Linked DNA regions of Mus musculus: all the other regions are linked to region 3. The links are chromatin contacts, called in public HiChIP or PLAC-seq and promoter capture Hi-C maps. All regions are on one chromosome and are shown on one strand. Each heading gives the region's core, a stretch centred on a gene start, on an enhancer-like site or on the middle of the called end of the contact. The rest is flanking DNA. Distances are from core to core; before and after follow the strand shown. Region 1 has its middle 21 kb from the start of Laptm5. Region 2 holds the start of Ccdc28b (coiled coil domain containing 28B). Region 3 holds the start of Snrnp40 (small nuclear ribonucleoprotein 40 (U5)). Region 4 holds the start of Tmem39b (transmembrane protein 39b). Region 5 overlaps Khdrbs1 (KH domain containing, RNA binding, signal transduction associated 1).

What was found. Promoter capture Hi-C pulls out the DNA fragments that hold promoters and counts their contacts. HiChIP or PLAC-seq counts read pairs in DNA pulled down with a chosen protein or histone mark.
Region 1: a contact with region 3 is called in a promoter capture Hi-C map of hippocampal neurons, with 4 times the contacts expected there. The contact joins the enhancer-like site here to the promoter of Snrnp40 in region 3. A contact is called at or near these places in 5 of 39 promoter capture datasets (cranial neural crest, hippocampal neurons, liver and 1 more), 3 of 484 Hi-C or Micro-C datasets (CD8 T cells, embryonic stem cells and regulatory T cells), 5 of 115 datasets of contacts at active chromatin or transcription factors (embryonic basal ganglia, embryonic midbrain, embryonic stem cells and 1 more) and 1 of 9 other capture datasets (adipose tissue).
Region 2: a contact with region 3 is called in a promoter capture Hi-C map of liver, with 3 times the contacts expected there. The contact joins the promoter of Ccdc28b here to the promoter of Snrnp40 in region 3. A contact is called at or near these places in 3 of 39 promoter capture datasets (cranial neural crest, liver and pre-B cells), 2 of 484 Hi-C or Micro-C datasets (both in embryonic stem cells) and 1 of 115 datasets of contacts at active chromatin or transcription factors (bone marrow-derived macrophages).
Region 4: a contact with region 3 is called in a promoter capture Hi-C map of pre-B cells, with 2.2 times the contacts expected there. The contact joins the promoter of Tmem39b here to the promoter of Snrnp40 in region 3. A contact is called at or near these places in 4 of 39 promoter capture datasets (the 3T3-L1 cell line, hippocampal neurons, liver and 1 more) and 3 of 115 datasets of contacts at active chromatin or transcription factors (bone marrow-derived macrophages, embryonic stem cells and microglia).
Region 5: a contact with region 3 is called in an H3K4me3 HiChIP or PLAC-seq map of bone marrow-derived macrophages, with 4 times the contacts expected there. The contact joins the enhancer-like site here to the promoter of Snrnp40 in region 3. A contact is called at or near these places in 3 of 39 promoter capture datasets (hippocampal neurons and liver), 1 of 484 Hi-C or Micro-C datasets (embryonic stem cells) and 3 of 115 datasets of contacts at active chromatin or transcription factors (bone marrow-derived macrophages, embryonic stem cells and stem cell-derived neural progenitor cells).

What each region holds. Positions count from the first base shown.
Region 1 is chr4:130,890,710-130,893,950 of GRCm38.p6, reverse strand. No RefSeq gene overlaps it. Among named protein-coding and RNA genes, the nearest start is that of Laptm5, 21 kb to the left of the region's middle. Within about 2 kb of position 1,535, at least 4 of the 459 cell types and tissues checked have an H3K27ac peak or open chromatin away from gene starts, as enhancers often do. A contact at or near this core is called in hippocampal neurons, where this site is marked.
Region 2 is chr4:129,622,091-129,625,222 of GRCm38.p6, reverse strand. Ccdc28b (coiled coil domain containing 28B) reads left to right here and starts at 1,315. Exons shown (of 6, transcript NM_025455.2): 1 at 1,315-1,409; 2 at 2,436-2,623. The coding sequence starts at 2,460. Gm34305 (a long non-coding RNA gene) reads right to left here and starts at 2,437. Exons shown (of 4, transcript XR_376684.4): 1 at 2,021-2,437; 2 at 1,470-1,589; 3 at 1-1,334.
Region 3 is chr4:130,358,248-130,361,416 of GRCm38.p6, reverse strand. Snrnp40 (small nuclear ribonucleoprotein 40 (U5)) reads right to left here and starts at 1,285. Exons shown (of 10, transcript NM_025645.2): 1 at 1,068-1,285. The coding sequence starts at 1,211. It overlaps Zcchc17 (zinc finger, CCHC domain containing 17), which reads left to right and starts at 1,425. Exons shown (of 8, transcript NM_153160.5): 1 at 1,425-1,541.
Region 4 is chr4:129,695,248-129,698,376 of GRCm38.p6, reverse strand. It overlaps Tmem39b (transmembrane protein 39b), which reads left to right and starts at 1,532. Exons shown (of 9, transcript NM_199305.2): 1 at 1,532-1,662. The coding sequence starts at 1,659.
Region 5 is chr4:129,716,693-129,720,023 of GRCm38.p6, reverse strand. Khdrbs1 (KH domain containing, RNA binding, signal transduction associated 1) reads left to right here. Exons shown (of 9, transcript NM_011317.4): 8 at 883-941. Among named protein-coding and RNA genes, the nearest start is that of Tmem39b, 22 kb to the right of the region's middle. Within about 2 kb of position 1,928, at least 3 of the 459 cell types and tissues checked have an H3K27ac peak or open chromatin away from gene starts, as enhancers often do. A contact at or near this core is called in bone marrow-derived macrophages, where this site is marked.

The DNA.
Region 1 (3,241 bases), core at 286-2,785, 530 kb before region 3:
TATTTAGGACCTGGGGGTCTAGGGCCCTGACTCAGTTGAACGAGTGCCACCTAGTGTCACATTTTTTTGTCAGCCTGACACAGACCTACACACCAGGGGAAAGGGAACCGTCAACTGAGAAATTGCCTGCAGGCAAGTCTGGGAGGCATTTTCCTGATTGTTGATAGATGTAGGAGAACCTAGCCCACTGTGGGCGGCACCACACCTAGGCGGTGCGTAAGGAAAGTGGCAGAGTGATGCATGAAGAGCAAGCCAGTGAGCTGCACTCCTCCATGGTCTGTGCTTCAGTTCCTGCCTCCAGGGTCCTCCCTTGAGCTCCTGCCTTGGCTTCCCTGACTGATGGACGGTGACTTGTAAACCAAATAAACCCTTTCTTGCCCATGCTGCTTTGGGTAGAGGCTTCACCACAGGAACAGAGAGCCATTAGGACACACAGCACACCAAGCTCAGTGTCCAATCCCCAACACAATGTAGTGGTATCCACAGGGCATGGTGTCCACAGCACACAGGAGAAGAAAGCAAGAGGTTAACCTACGCTACATATTGAGTTTAAGGGCAGCCTGGACTACATGAGACCCTGACTCAAAGGGGGTGGGGGAAGTATTGAACTCAGGCTAGTAACAGTCTTCTAAGAAAACAAAGGATCTTTCGAGTAGAACTGTTATATACTTTCCCTTGGAACCAGAGACCCTAGGAGTCCTTCATTTGTTTGTTTGGTTGGTTGGTTTTGTTTTCCCAGACAGGGTTTTTCAGAAAGCAACCCTGGCTGTCTTGGAGTCCTGGACTAGCTTTGTAAACCAGGCTGGCCTCAAACTCACAGAGATCTGCCTGCCTCTGCCTCCTGAGGGCTGAGATTAAATGCATGAGCCACCACACCTGGCTTTGGACGTCTGTAGAAGGGCAGTGTCTCTAGACACTTTCCCTGTTGCTATGATAAAAAATACTCTGACAAATGTAAACTGAGGGACAAAGGTGTTATTTAGCTCGAAGTTCCAGCTTACAACCCATGGAGGCAAGACACCACATTGCATCCTCAGTCAAGAAGCATCGCACCACAGAGACAGAACGGATGCCAGAGCTTAGCTTGCTGTCTCCATCTTGTACAGTTCAGGGTCCCCTGCCCTTCCAGTGGTCCCATCATAATTAAGATGTGTCTTACCTCATTAATTAACATAATCAAGATAGCTCTCCACACGGAGAGACCCAGAAGTCCATCTCTCAGACAATTCCAGATTCTGTCAAGTTGACAATATCAGAACAGATTGAAGCTGAGCAGATCACACCCATCAGTGTGGGCTCTCACGCAGGGATGACCATGCTGAGTTCCGAGGAACAAAGGTTTCCACCAAACAAGAAAGGAAGTCCCAACCAGGGCCTTGGCTTGGAAGGCGCAGGAGCGATAGCAGGCTTTCAGGAGCTTACTTCTACCTACCTTCCCCCAAGCAAGGAAAGAAAACAGGATTTGTCCAGGCGAGAGGATTTGGCCACCGGGGCCAGGCAATACCAAGGAACGGCCACCAGAGGGCAGCAGGTCTCTGCTTTTAAACTGTGGTAGAGAAGATTAAAAAGGTGTGCCCGAGAGTACTCTTCCTGGCAATGTGGGTTGTCAAACTAGGCAAGCGCTTAGAACCGGAGCCCTTGTTCCAGAAGTGGGGCCCCGGGAATAGATGGCTCCCAGACACAGCTGAAACGAGACACAGCATGCATGCCTACATCTGTCCTTTCCTCTACCCTGCAGGGAGCTCAGCCCAGATGGAAGCCCATGTGAAGGAAGGCAAAGAGAGACTGAGAAGGTGACAACGGCACCCACATGTACCCAATGCCGCTGTGGTATGGGGAAACTGAGGCATGCGTTGGCGATAAAGCACCCAAGGTCGTCTGCATCCCTCCTGAGCATGTCAAGCTTCAATGTGGGTGCCCCGAAGCCTCTGCCCCCTCCGGGGCATATTTAGAAACCGTGACATAGCTGTGGTCATGGCTCACAGACCTGCTGAAGGCCATTGATTAAGGACAGGGTCCTTATCAGGCAAAGTCAGCCCATAGTGGGTCCATGGAGAATGGACACTCTAGAGCGTCCTTGCGGCCCTTCCTGGAGGCAGCTGAGATATGGCTTAGGCCCTTTTTGGATTAGGAGCCGTGTGACTTTGGGTGTTTGGAGGTGCACAATAATAAGTCACAAGGTTCCTCCATTTCTACATCTAAAACATGGCCACAGAACACAGACCCACCTTGAAGGAGGCTGAAAAGGTACCGAAGACCCCGGCTTTCCCATCCAGGACTAAGAACACACACAGGGCTTACTCAACTGGTCTTAGGGAAGGAGACACCCTGACCTGGCTCTCTCCTCCCGCCTGGAAAGGAAAACGGGATGGAGACTCTGAACAGAGGTGAAGCTAAGAGTCACTGACTGCCAGCCCTTTAATGGAGAGCAAAGCCTTGGGGATTCCAGCAGCTGGCTGACTGGGCACACGGGAGCTGACCCACACACACCCCAACATTTCACGTCTCCCCTCCTCGCACCTGCACAGATGGACATTCCACCATTGTGGACCCCTTCCTTTATATGTGGATTGAAGAAACTCTCCAGGTAATGGGCCATCTCTCTGAGAAGCTCCTAAAGCCATCATAAATGGCTAAGTGTCTTGGAGGGTGACATCACCTGAGCTGTGGTCAGCTCTGGTCCCTGGGAGCGGGTAGGGGAAGAATGATGAGCATGTGTGCACACACACATATACACACTCACACATACATATATACACACACACATGAATGCATACACATACACACACATACACATATACACACACACATATATACACACACACATGAATGCATACACATACACACATATACACACATACACACATGCACACACATACATATATACAAACACACATATATACACATACACATGAATGCATACACATACACACATACACACATATACACACATACACACACATGCACACACATACACGCACAAGTGCACACACATATACACATACACACACATACATACCCCACCCCACAACACACACACACACACACACACACACACGAGACTAGCAGAAGGGCTCAGAAAGAGAAGCCTCCTCCAAAAGGGGTCCCAAGGCTTGCTGGGGGCAGGGTAGGGGATGAGCTGACAAGGCTCATGGAGAACCCAGCAGGAGTTGGGGGAAGAAGCCTTCTGTAATAGTAGCAACATCCATGAAGCAATAATGTCCCAGGAGCCCAGGCTCCA
Region 2 (3,132 bases), core at 66-2,565, 740 kb after region 3:
TGCGCATGCGCGCGGCCTTAGTAGTTCCCTAATTCAGCTGGTTTCCTCTAAGGGACACTGTAGGTGGCCTCAGCCAGCACCAGGTCTCTGGGTTGGTTGGGCAGAAAAGATGGAACTGCTCAGCTTTATAGGGGCTGTCCCTTGATTCCTTCTAGCCAGAAGCGGTAGACAAATTGATTCTAAAAGTCCTCCAGTAGGGGTGGAGAGGATTCCTTTCCTGCCTCCGCATCAGGAGCTTGCAAGCGCAAGTGGCTCCGCAAAAGCTTCTGGCTCCTCAGGGAAGCAGCTGAAGGTGGCAACCCCGGGTGCTCCTGGGCCCACTGTCACTTTGATGAACGAAGCTGGCACCCTGCTCCAGCAGCAATTCTGAGAGGAAAGGGACCTTCCAGCGTGCTCCCCTCCCTCCGGTTCTTGGTTGTTTAGAAGTCTTGGATTAGAGTTGCTTCCTAGAGCAGTTTGCATGTTAACAGCACCTGGAAAAGATCCCAGAAGCAACACCTCTGGGTGCCCACAGCCAGGGAAACCTACTGTTGTTGCTAAAGGAAAAGGGAAGATGGATGCTTTGTTGCCTAGGTCGCTTTAATTTGAGCCTGCTGGGCAGCCTGACACCCTCTCCTGTGGCATCGGATGCTGTTCTGGAGATCTGAACCAGACTCCTCTGCCAGATCTTCAAATAGCCTCATTGGTGGGACCTCCCTCCTCCAGCAGCACAACCGCCAACAGTTCTGGGCCAGCCTCCTTCCGGAGCTCTCACGCCCCACCTCCTGCCAGCCTGCTTGGGATCCTATTTGCTCTGGTTCGGAGGTGGGGAGAGGCCCTGTCAGTTCTTCAGCGCTTACAGGCTAGGAGTATCTGGATGTCACAGGACAGCGACCGTGCCCAGGAATGAGTGACAATTGATTATTTTCCGTAAAATCGGGATAACAGTTATGTCTCAGGATTGAATGTACATAAAAGGCTTAACAGGGTGCTGGGTACTGATTGTCTTTGTTCCTTCTGGTGTCCGCCCCTCATTTTCCCGTATACTTATATATTGCCTCTGCCCACACATTCATTTAGCCCCATCATTTCCCTACCACCCCTGCTGCAAACAAAGCCACCACCATTTTGTAAGGGATCCCCTCCAAACGTGACAAGAAAAGGAAATGATTTTAAATCCATATCCCGTAACTAACAGTGCTCCTTTAGTTCTTGTGGGAGGTAGGGAAGGGGAACTGTTAAATCGACGGAAGTACTCTCCTCCGGCTCCGCTCCCAGGGAATCCAAAGAGGGCTACTTTCTCTTTAAATGCAAATCATCTCCAGCCAGCTTAGCTCCCTCCAGCTCCAGTTCCCCTGAGGAGAGAGAAAGCAGGGTGAAGGGAGATTGCAAAGAAGCACTGTTTCACACTCCAGACCCCAAACTTCCAGGTCAGTAGAACCCCAAGGGGGCGAGAAGGGAGTGAGGAGGATGGGGGCGGGGTGCCGCACCTGATGCTTGTTTTTTGAAGCCCGAATTGAGAACTGAATCTTTCCTTAGGCACATCTCAGGCGGATCACAGTCGCTCTGGCTGCCGCTTCCATCAGGTCTCTTACTGGGTCACACTGCTGCTACATGGAGAGAAAAAGAGTTCTGTCTCCCACCACCACCACCCCCCACCCCACCCCCGAGCCCCACTGATGCCACCCAGCTGTTCCATGCCAGCTTAAACGCTTAATGTTCCGATTTGACCATCGCCCTCTCGGAAGTAAAGTGAGGGAGCTGAGACCTCCCCTGGAGAGGACCTCAGCAGACCAGATACCTAGGTGATGGGGCTGTAGGGGAGTCAAGCTAAGCTAATCAAGTCAGAGTTACATTGTTGGAGGTCTAGCCCCTAAAGACTTTCTAACTAGAAAAAGAAGAGACTAGAAGCTGTCCTGGGAACTTCTGGGCAGCCCTGGCATGTGTAGTTGAAGTGAAGTGGAAGAGAGGCCAGTGATGAGCCGGCTATTCCTGGTCCATATGATTGACACCAGGGTATTTCCAGGTGTCCCTGCCTTACCTTGGTTGCACCTCATGCAGTTAGTCAGTATCCGCTGCCATATACAGACCGTTGCCTAGCAAATGGCCTCCTGATCCTCAGCTTGCTCCCCTAGTCACATCCACCCTGTCTCCTGAGCATCTTCCTCTACAGCCCCAGGCTCTGGGCTGTAGTGACAGGAAAACAGCAAGATGACCCTGGTCTGGGCCAGCCCTCTCCAGCAGGCAGATGGGGCTGTCAGGAAGAAAAGGGCTTTGCTGGCCTTGGGAGGTCCTTCAGATGCATAGCTACAGTCCAGCAGCAGGCTGGCATATGACCCTGTACAGACAAGAGGACAGAGCTCCTGACTGATGGACAAAGATACATCTGAAGACCCTTCCTCTCAGACGAAAGAGGGTGCTGAGTGAAGGGATGATTTTGCCCCCTTCCTTCCCAGACCTGAGGTCCAACACACCACCCAATGGAAGACAAAAAGAAGAAACGGAGTCCTAAGCCCTGCCTGACCCAACCAGCACAGGCCCCAGGCACACTGCGCAGAGTCCCTGTGCCCACCAGCCACAGTGGCTCCTTGGCTCTGGGACTCCCTCATTTGCCATCACCCAAGCAGCGAGCCAAGTTCAAGAGGTGAGTAGGGAGGGGCTCTTGGCCAGACTGGAGACTCCCAGGTGTGAGCCGAGCACTGTGTAAGGAGGACCTGCAGACATCGACATCGCTGCTGAACAGCAGCCAATGCCTTACCCATTCACTGGGGATGTAGACCCGACGTGTCCTCAGGTACATAGAGACCACTGGCTCTAGCTCTGAGGAGGGAGTGAGTGAGTGTGACTGTGAGAGGAAGCTGCTAGACACTGATGAGGGGAGGTGATAATCAAGACTGAGAATGCCATGAGAACCAAGACACTGATGGAAGGGCCCCAGGAGTGTAGGGATAAACACCAGGGAGGACGATTCCTTCCTTTTAAATTCATTGTATTTTGGTCACCACGCTGGGAGATTGACCTCAAGATACTGATACTGGGCAAGTGCTCTCCCACTGTGCTTTCTCCCTCGCCCATTTAAGTTCTCTGCTCAGTTCTTTTTAAATAATGGAAGTCTGGCTGCAAGTGGTAGTGCAGGGCCATCATCCCAGCCCT
Region 3 (3,169 bases), core at 36-2,535:
GCTGAGTGCCATGGGAAGAAACAGTATGGGTTCCAGATTACAGGACACTCCAACTTGAAACACAGTGGTCAGGAAAGCCCCTCTGAAAACCTGGTGTCTGAGCAAAGATTTGAAAGAGCAAACAGCTGACCATGTGGGCATTTAAAAGAACATTCCAGCAAAAGCACCAAGGAAAGAAAGAACATTATAAGTCGGTGTCTTGAGCCAAGTGACATGCCAGAAAACTGGTAGATGAACAAGGTAAGGAGGGGATTATTACAGAGAATTTGATTTTTAAAAAAACGCACAATAGAAAGCCAACATAATGTTTTCAGCAGAGTATACCATGTGACTTAATATTTCCATGATTCCCCTGGCTACTGGATTAATAACCAATCCTTGGTTCAAAGACAAAAACCAGGAATACTAAATTAAGCTCTACCTGCAGTGATGTCAGATGACATAAAAACAGTTTTAACAAGAAGGTAAAAAAAAAGATCATAGTTACACAGATCTCTTCTCTTCTCTCTTTCAACAGGACTTTGCCATAATAAATAGCCTACACTGGCTTGGAGCCATGGATCTTCTGGATACAAAAAAGTTTGCCTTCCCCATTTGCAAAGTAACAGCTTCTTTCAGTCAGGTACCATGGTTAATGGAAATTTCACACGCAAAACATCCAAGATAACATCCAACGAGTGTTAATTACAATTATAAATGCAGAGAAAGAAAAAAGTTCTACCAGGTAGTAAAGCGAGCTATCATTCATTTCCATTGCCTCCCCTCTCATTCATTCGTCCACTCTGCAAACTTTCCTGAATGTTTCTTTTATGCTAAACCCCTGAAGATTTAGGATGCGGAAGCTTGGGTCTTGATTTTGAGGCCAAGGTTTTAAATGATTCAATGCCACTGAAGGGCTGAAAACAGGCGTCTACTAGGGAAACACGTATGAACCACACAGAGAACACCAGGCACCTTCACAGAAGCCTATTTTAACTTCAGGCTCACTGTCTTTCCGTTCCCTCAGAGGCGACATCATCCGTAGGAAGAGGGGCGGAGGGCCAAAGGCGGGATGACTCCCCACTTACCGCCTGCAGCAATGCCCCTGGAGTCGCCTGCTGCGGCCCCGCTCCGGGGCCGGCTCCTGCCGCTCCCAACAGCAACTCATGTCGCGGCCGCTTGACGGGAACCAGGGGTAGCTCCGGGCCCTTACGCTTCTGCTGCTCGATCATGGCGGCAGCCACTCTCCTCGGCGCCGCCACTAACCGCGCCGCCGACCGGAGGCGCCGCGCAATTGGTTCCAACTGAGTTCTTCCTCCAGAACTTCCGGAGAGGAGCAACCAATTGGCTTCTAACATTTCCTTCTGGAAAGCCCTCTGAATACACTCTTGTGATTGGTCCCATTCTGATGACGTCACGAGAAGGCGACTCTGGGATTGGGTCGCGGAGCTGGCGTTCTCCCCCGCCCCCTCGGGCGCGCAGTGCATCGTGGGTGAGAACGAGCGGAGCAGGTTTGGCGTTCCTAGCTATGAAGCGGCTGTCCTGCTAGGCGCGGACGCGGAGTGAGTGTGTGGGGAATCAGGCGGGTGGCTGTTCCAATCTGGAAGGTGCGAGGTGGTGATAGGCCTGAGCCTGCCCTTTTCAGCTATCAGCCTTAGCAGCATGGGGTGGCAGGAGGTGTCGCCGGAAAGAGAAGTCCCTTGGTAGGCTGGAGCGGAGCTTTGGCATCTCTGGCTCCAGGACTCGAACCCTCAGACGGCTATCCCTTGACAGCTGCTCTGCAGGATGCCAATTCTGCGTCTAGCTCTGTGCTGGCCCGAGTCCTGGCCTCCAGGCTTCAGTGCCGGACTTGGCTGAGGCGGCGGACTTAGTTGTCACTGATTTAGCCGTCTTTTTAAAAGGGCTTTAATTTATGTCCCCGAGACAGCCAGTGATGAGGAAAGTATCAGATGGTTCTTCCGAAGCACAGTTTAGTTGAGAAATCGAACAATCATGCTTGCGTGCCAGGTCTTCTCGAAAGTGGTCCAAATGATATTTATTGTGCAGTGCGTTTGGGGGTCATTCTGAAGAAATATGGTCCTCTACCCCAGAGTGTGGGAAACGTGTTAAACAAATTTGATGTTAAACAAAAACCATTTGATCGGAAGACTACCTAAACAAGCGATGCCTCTTGCTGTGAGTTACTAATATAAACTTGAAGGCTTTTTAAAGGAAAAGACATCTGAGCGGTTCCTATCTGATGGGACGGTTCTAATTAGGGGAAGAGAGGAAGGGAGAACGTTCTGCACAGAACAGCAGGTTCTATCAGTCGGAAAGATGAGGGAGACACAAAGAGCCGGTGTGGGGGGAGAGAGAGAGCGAGAGCGAGAGCGCTAGCTTAAAGTGAATATGGTATGGGATGAACCTGGAAGTCATGAAGATTTGCAGGAAGTTGAAGCTTTTACTTTAAAATTAATAGGAAGCCAGCGATAGTTTTCTCTCTCCTCCAGAATGTGGTGCAAAAGAGGACTTGATCCCTCAGGCTTAATGGTGTGATGAGATTGGAGAAAGATAAGAGGTTTACTGGGAGTAAATAGACCATTTCGGGAGCATGAACAGTAGTTCTGATCAGCAATGCCAGTGAGAACCAAGCTGGAGCTGTGACTGAAGACAGGTTTAACAGTATCTTGAGATAGCAGGGGAGTAAATTGGACAGAATAGATTGGATGATGCTCTTAGTCCCAACACTGGAGGCTGAGACAGGAGGTCTCAAAACCAAAAGCAACAAAACCAAAGCTAGCCTGGGCAACATTGGGATTTTCAACCCATACCAGGCTGCTAGCGTGACACATTGTTTCATCTTCTTTTTTTTTTTCCCCTAAGACAGGGTCTCAATATGTAGCTGGAGCTCCTGAAACTCACTCTATAGACCAGGCTGGCCTTGAACTCAGATCCACCTGTTTCTGCCTCCCCGGTGCATGTATGTATTTGTCCCTTAGGAATGCCCAGTGCTAGCATGTGAACTACGATTGAGTGCTAGAAACTCTAACCCCAAGTCCTTTGTAAGCGTGTCTTAGTTAGGGTTTTATTGCTGTGAACAGACACCATGTCCAAGGCAACTCTTATAAAGCCACCATTTAGTTGGGGCTGGCTTACAGGCTTAGAGGTTTGGTACATTAGTATCAGGGCAGGCATGGTGCAGGAGTAGCTG
Region 4 (3,129 bases), core at 283-2,782, 660 kb after region 3:
TGGTGGGTCTCTCCTTTCGAGGCCAGCCTAGTTTACAAAGTGAGTTTCAGGACAGCCAGGGCTACACAGTGAAAACTTGTCAAACAAAACAACAGCAGGGCTGGCTTGATGGCTCAGTGGGTAAGAGCACTTACTGCTCTTCTGAAGGTCTTGAGTTCAAATCCTAGCAACCACATGTGGCTCACAACCACCTGTAATGAGATCTGACGCCCTCTCCTGGTGTGTCTGAAGTCAGCTACAGTGTACTTATATATAATAATAAATCTTTGGGCCCCAGTGAGGGGGGTTGACTGGTGCGAGCACAGGTCCTAAAAATTCAATTCCCAACAACCACTTGAAGGCTCACAACCATCTTTACAGCTACAGTGTACTCACATAAAATTAAAAAAAAACTTAACAATAATATAAAGATTGCTTATGAGGCTGAGAATATAACTGAATGATAGAACACTTGCCTAGCCTGTATGAGGCCCTAATTTTAATCTCCTACCCTCACCCCCATAGACTGCTTATTAGTCTTGCAAGGGAAGAAATTACACTAACAATAACAGTAGCTACTTGCTTCCTCTGTTAAGTGTTTGCCAAACATGATGGCTAACACTGATTAAAACAGGTACTACATGGATTGTCTCATTTAATCTTCCATGCCTACAAGATAATTTGTGCTTGCATTAGGTTTGATTTCCATCCCTGAATAAATCTGTCATAGTGAGAGTAATAATTCCGACACTATGAAGCAGGATCAGAAATTCAAGGACATCCTCTAATCCATAGCAAATTCAAGGACAGCCCAGGCTACCAGAGGCTCTGTCTTAAAAACCAAAATCAAAGGGCTGGCGAGATATCTCAGCAAGTAAAGGTTCTTGTAGCCAAGCCCGATAGCCTACGTGTTAGGCTACATGGTAGAAGAACCAGTACTACTACCAGTTGTCTTCCCAAGTCCACTGCTCTGCGCATCCCTCCCTCTCTCCGGCACACCAAATTCTAAAATGTTAAGAACCCTAATAGGCGGTTATTATTAATACCCATTAACACTATTTCGAAATTTGAAAATGGCAGGCACAGGTTCTTAGCTAAGGTGGTGGCAGTGAAATCAACAGTGGAGAACATGAGAATCAAACATGAGAAATGGATAGAGTTTAGGGTCATCAAGATGAGGCCAAAAATTGGATATAGAGTTTTGGAGGAAAGGGGAAGTGACTCGTAGATTTTGACTGGGGTGGGCCAAAGCACACTAAAGCCTAAGAGTTCTGAAAGCCCAGTTTGGGACTCGCTGAGTATGAGGTGACTGTGTTGTACAAAAACAGGACTTCACTAGAGGCAAAAGGCCGCTCTGGTGTCCTCCTCTAAGTCAGAACAGGGTGAAGAAACACGGGAGGTGGGTTCGCCCGCTCCAGAATCTCTTGAGCAGCAGCTGCGGGAAAGGCGTGGGGAAAGGCAAGACAAAGAGCGTTAGCACAGCTTTTGTCCAAACGGCCCCTTTAAGAAGCGCGCTCCCGACTCCCAGCCCGCCTAGCATGCAAATTGAGCAGCCGGAGGGAGCGTGCGGCTGATACCCGGCCCGGGCTGCGGCGGTTAGTCCTCTCTCGGCCGCCGTCGCCTCCGACATATTGCCCGCAGGAGCTGCGGCGGTGAGCGGAGAGCGCCGGGGGAAGGAGATGGGTGAGCAGAGCTGGCTGGGCTCGTTCGGGGGTCGCGGGATAGCGGGGAGCCTGGCTGCGAACTGCCTCCCCACGCGGACCGGAGTCGCGGGCAGGGGGAGGGGGAGGGGAAGGGACGCGGCGCAGGCGGGACCCCGCCCCTCCGGTCCTGAGGGGGCGGGTCACCGCTTGGTAGGCGGAGCTTCCAAAAGGGAGAGGGGCTCGGAGGGGCTCAGGCTTTCTTTGGGGCACACAATTCTCCTGTCTGCAGATGGGGGCCGGGCACTCTGGTGGGAGGGGCTGAGAGCTTAGGGTTCGCCTTTTGTGATTGCCGGTGGGGGAGAGAATTTTCTGGACTATAGGGGTTTACACTGAGAGCGGTGGGGCCGCAGGGACACCTAGCCCACCAAGGGAGTCCATTCCGATTCAAGCTTCCAGTCCTAGAGAGCATTGCCCGGCTTGTGGGCGGGGTCTTGGGGTTGACAGTTGTGTGTGGGCGGGGTTTCTGGGCTAGGGGCTTTATGTGGGTGCCGAGCTTCTAAAAGATAGTGGGTGTGGGCAGAGTTCCTGGGCTGAGGGTGTGTGTTGGGGGGGGGGGTTCTAAACCAAACCAAATATAACAGCGTGTGAACAAAGCTTCCGGTTTGGGGCTTGAAGTCAGCTTTCTGGACATGCATATTGTGAAGAGCTGTCAGAAAACCTTCAGAGATAGGAAAGCTTGGGCACCGTGTGTATGAATGGAGGCTACTGTGTTGCTGTGAGGAAGTTGAGGAAGTTATAACTTCGATTAAGGGTTTGGGAGCTAAGTGCAGGATGCTGCCTAGGATCTTAGGCTAGACTACTAAGCTTAGGGAATATAGTTTTGTAAAATCTTAAGTTTGAGATTCCCAACCACAGCGCTCTTTCTAAGGCCATTCTGACGTTAAGGCCAGGCCGTGGGTCATTGAGTTAGATCTCAGGGCCCTGGAGGGAAAACTTGTCTCAAACCTGACCAGATTGTAGCGTCTGGAGACTCAGATCCAGATAAAATCCAGCAAATACCAGCGCTGAGCAGCTCAGGACTCAGGCTCTGAAAATCTTACCAAACTGGTCCAGTGAACCGGATTAAGGGAACTGGCAGTAAAAATAACAGTCTGGTAGCACATGCCTGTCATCCTGTCATCCTAGCATTTGGGAGACTGAGGCAGGTGGGTTGTGAGTTTGAGGCTATTCTGTGCTACTTAGTCGCTTAAAATGTGAATTCACGCCTGGCGTGGTGGCGCACTTCTTTAATCCCAGCACTCAGGAGGCAGAGGCAGGCAGATTTCTGAGTTCGAGGCCAGCCTGGTCTACAGAGTGAGTTCCAGGACAGCCAGGGTTACACAGAGAATCCCTATCTTAAAACAAAACAAAACAAAACAAAACAAAACAAAAGATAATCTCAGAGAGTGAATTGTGGGAAAAAAAGGTAGAAGCCTGGCAGGTGCAATAACCCACCTGTAATCAGTCC
Region 5 (3,331 bases), core at 679-3,178, 640 kb after region 3:
AGTCATGTCTGTATAGTGTCCCAAATGGGTGGTGCATGAAGTTGCAGAGAATAAAGATTTGGCTAAACTCTAACCTAAGGAATAGTGTAACTTAACTTATTAAAAGTATTCCCTATGCTTTTGATGACTTGCAGGCATATTTGTGGGTCTGGGAATTTGGATAACTGGATTTTATGTTAATTGAGGTTTTGAAGCTAGTTGATGAACAGTTCTCGAGCTACAAAGAATCAGAGAAAAATACCATTAAATCATTTTTATTAAGAAATGTCACTCAGGTCTAGAAGGAAGTGGGGCAGTTGGTAGATGCTGCCCCAGCATGCATGAAGTCCTGCATTTCATCTTAGCATGGGATCAAGAGTTCAAGAACATCTTGGCATGCAGGAGGCTTTATCTCCTGACAAATCAGATCACCACCCACCTCACCCACACGGGAGATGAGGTAGAAGCTTAACCTAGGTTTTGTTTTTTTGTTTTGTTTTGTCTTAAAATACAGCTTTGATTTTGTGTATATATGTGTCTTGCCTATGATTGCTTGGAAAAGAATCTCAGACATTTGTGATAGGGACAAAACGACCTTTTCCTCTTCTCCTCTGATGAGCTGTATGAATTTTACATACATGATCATATTTTAAGAATCACAATTTAGGTTGTTATTTTTCCACATTAAATTGTATGATACATGTTTATTGTTTTCCCCCCTTGCTATACTTAATTAGGCTTTTTGGTAAATACATGATTTATACATTTTTTAACTATTGGGGTTAGGAATGGAGCAGAATATATATTTATCCCTATTTTATAGATAATAAACTGTCCGAGATGTGGACTATTGAAAGAATGGTAACAAAAAAAGCCTTTACTGTTTTGTTTTTGTATTTTCAGGGAGTCAGAGTATTATGACTATGGACATGGGGAGCTCCAAGATTCTTACGAAGCCTACGGTGCGTTTCTATGTTTATGGTGGGGTAAATGTGCAGTTAAGTGTCTGGGAAAATATTGGCTGATGGAGTCTTGGGAGTCAGGCGATCACTTCTCTGAGGAGATTCCATTAGAAGACTGCTGAGGTGGTCGATGTCACTTTGGGGTTCTGCTCTCAAATCCTATGGTTTGTGTGTCCTGGAGATTAGGTCTTGCAGTGCCACAATGGTACACTTCCCATGTCTCGCTGACTGGTTTCTGTTAGGTAATGCATGCCTAACTCAGCTGGTGGTGGGCCTTTTGCTACTGATACCCTTGGCCATGTTGGTAGAATTTTTTTTTAAAGATTTATTTACTTATTATATATAAATACACTATGTCTTCAGACACACCAGAAGAGGGAGTCAGATCTCATTACAGATGGTTGTGAGCCACCATCTGGTTGCTGGGATTGGAACTCAGGACCTCTGGAAGAGCAGTCAGTGCTCTTAACTGCTGAGCCATCTCTCCAGCCCAATGTTGATAGATATTAAGAACTTTTTTTTTAAAGCTCTATTCTCTTTCCCCCTTCCTCAATAAAAAGAAAAAAATTGGAACTCTCTGAAAATAATACTGTTGCAAAGAAAATGCCAGCTGAAAGCAGCTTAGTAGAGCCGACAAGTAGGGGAAACAGTACCTGTTGAATTAAATCAGGTTTTCAGGACTGGGGCTGTACTGACTGGTTTTGTGTGTCAATTAACACAGGCTGGTATTACCACAGAGAAAGGAGCTTTGGGAAAGTGCCTCCATGAGACCCAGCTGTAAGGCATTTTCTCAATTAGTGATCAAAGGGGGAGGGCCCCTTTTGGTTGGTGCCATCCCTGGGCTGGTAGTCTTGGGTTCTAGAAGACAGCAGGCTGAGCAAGCCAGGGGAAGCAAGCCAGTAAGAAATATTCCTCTGTGGTCGCTGCATCAGCTCCTGCTTTCTCAGCTGCTTGAGTTCCAGTCCTGACTTCCTTTGGTGATGAACAGCAATGTGGGAAGTGTGAGCTGAATAAACCCTTTCCTCCCAGACTTGCTTCTTGGTCATGTTTGTGCAGGAATAGAAACCCTGACTAAGGCAGCAGCTAAATCACGTGAACAGTAGCACCAAGCTCCCTCCAAGTTAGGAAACACTTCACGTTTATTTTGTCTGATACTTCAGGATGGTCTGCATTATGGAGCTGATGGTGACCTTGATTTTTCTGATTCTGGCATTGCATCATTTGCTACCATGTCCGGTTTTATGTGGTACCTAAAAGATGGAACTCAGGACTTGTCTAGTAGACAAGTTCTCTACCATCTCGGCTATATCCTCAGTCCTTAGCTCAGTTACTAATCCCATAAAGCAGTTAGGCTTGGAAGGTAACCTTCTCTGAGGTTTGCTTGAAAACACATTGCTCAAATATCCTTGGAACCAAATATGGCTTTGTGTTGATGGGTCTCTGAGTGCAATGTTCTGTAGCACTGTGATGCAGAGAGAACAGCCTTCTCGTATTGGTAAGAGTTAACAGCCAGAATATGTAAAGAAGTCTTTTTTTTTTTGAAGACATGTATGTATATGAGTACGCTGTAGCTGTCTTCAGACACAGCAGAAGGCGGCATTGGATCCCATTACAGATGGTAGTGACCACCATGTGGTTGCTGGGAATTGAACTTAGGACCTTGGGAAGAACAGTCAGTGCTCTTAATTGCTGAGCCATCTCTCCAGCCTCAAGAACAGTCTTATTTTGTTTTGCTTTGTTGTTGTTGTTCCTCCTCTTCTTTTTGATTTTTCGAGACTGGGTTTCTCTGTATAGCCCTGGTTGTCCTGGAACTCACTCTGTAGACAAGGCTGGCCTCGAACTCAGAAATCTGCCTGCCTCTGCCTCCCGAGTGCTGGGAAAGAGCAGTCTTCTTAAGCAGAGGTCCTCTGTGCCCTTGAGTTCCTTACCAAGGGGCTTTGCTGCTAACAGTTCCTCTTAAGATGCTTTACAGAGGGAGCTAAGAAAAGGCATCCAAGGGCTTCAGAGATGGCTCAGTGGTTAAGAGTTCTTAGCGGTTAAGACTGCTCTTCCGAAGATCCTGGGTTCAAAGCCCAACCATATGGTGGCTCACAACCATCCCTAATGAGATCTGACGCTCTCTTCTGATGTGTCTGAGACAGCTATAGTGTGCTTAGATATAATAATAAATAAATCTTTTAAAAGAAAAAAAAAGGAATCCAGTTGTCCTTTCATAAGAAAGTAAGCTTAACTCGTGGGTAATATAGCCAGTCACCTCCTGACACCACACCGGCCCTCCTCCAAATAATTTTTACTACTTTTAGCTGAATAGAACTGCACTATTGCCATAGCAACATTATGGTGCTCCACCCTTGTGTCAGTGCTCCCCTCCATCAGTGAGGCACACTACA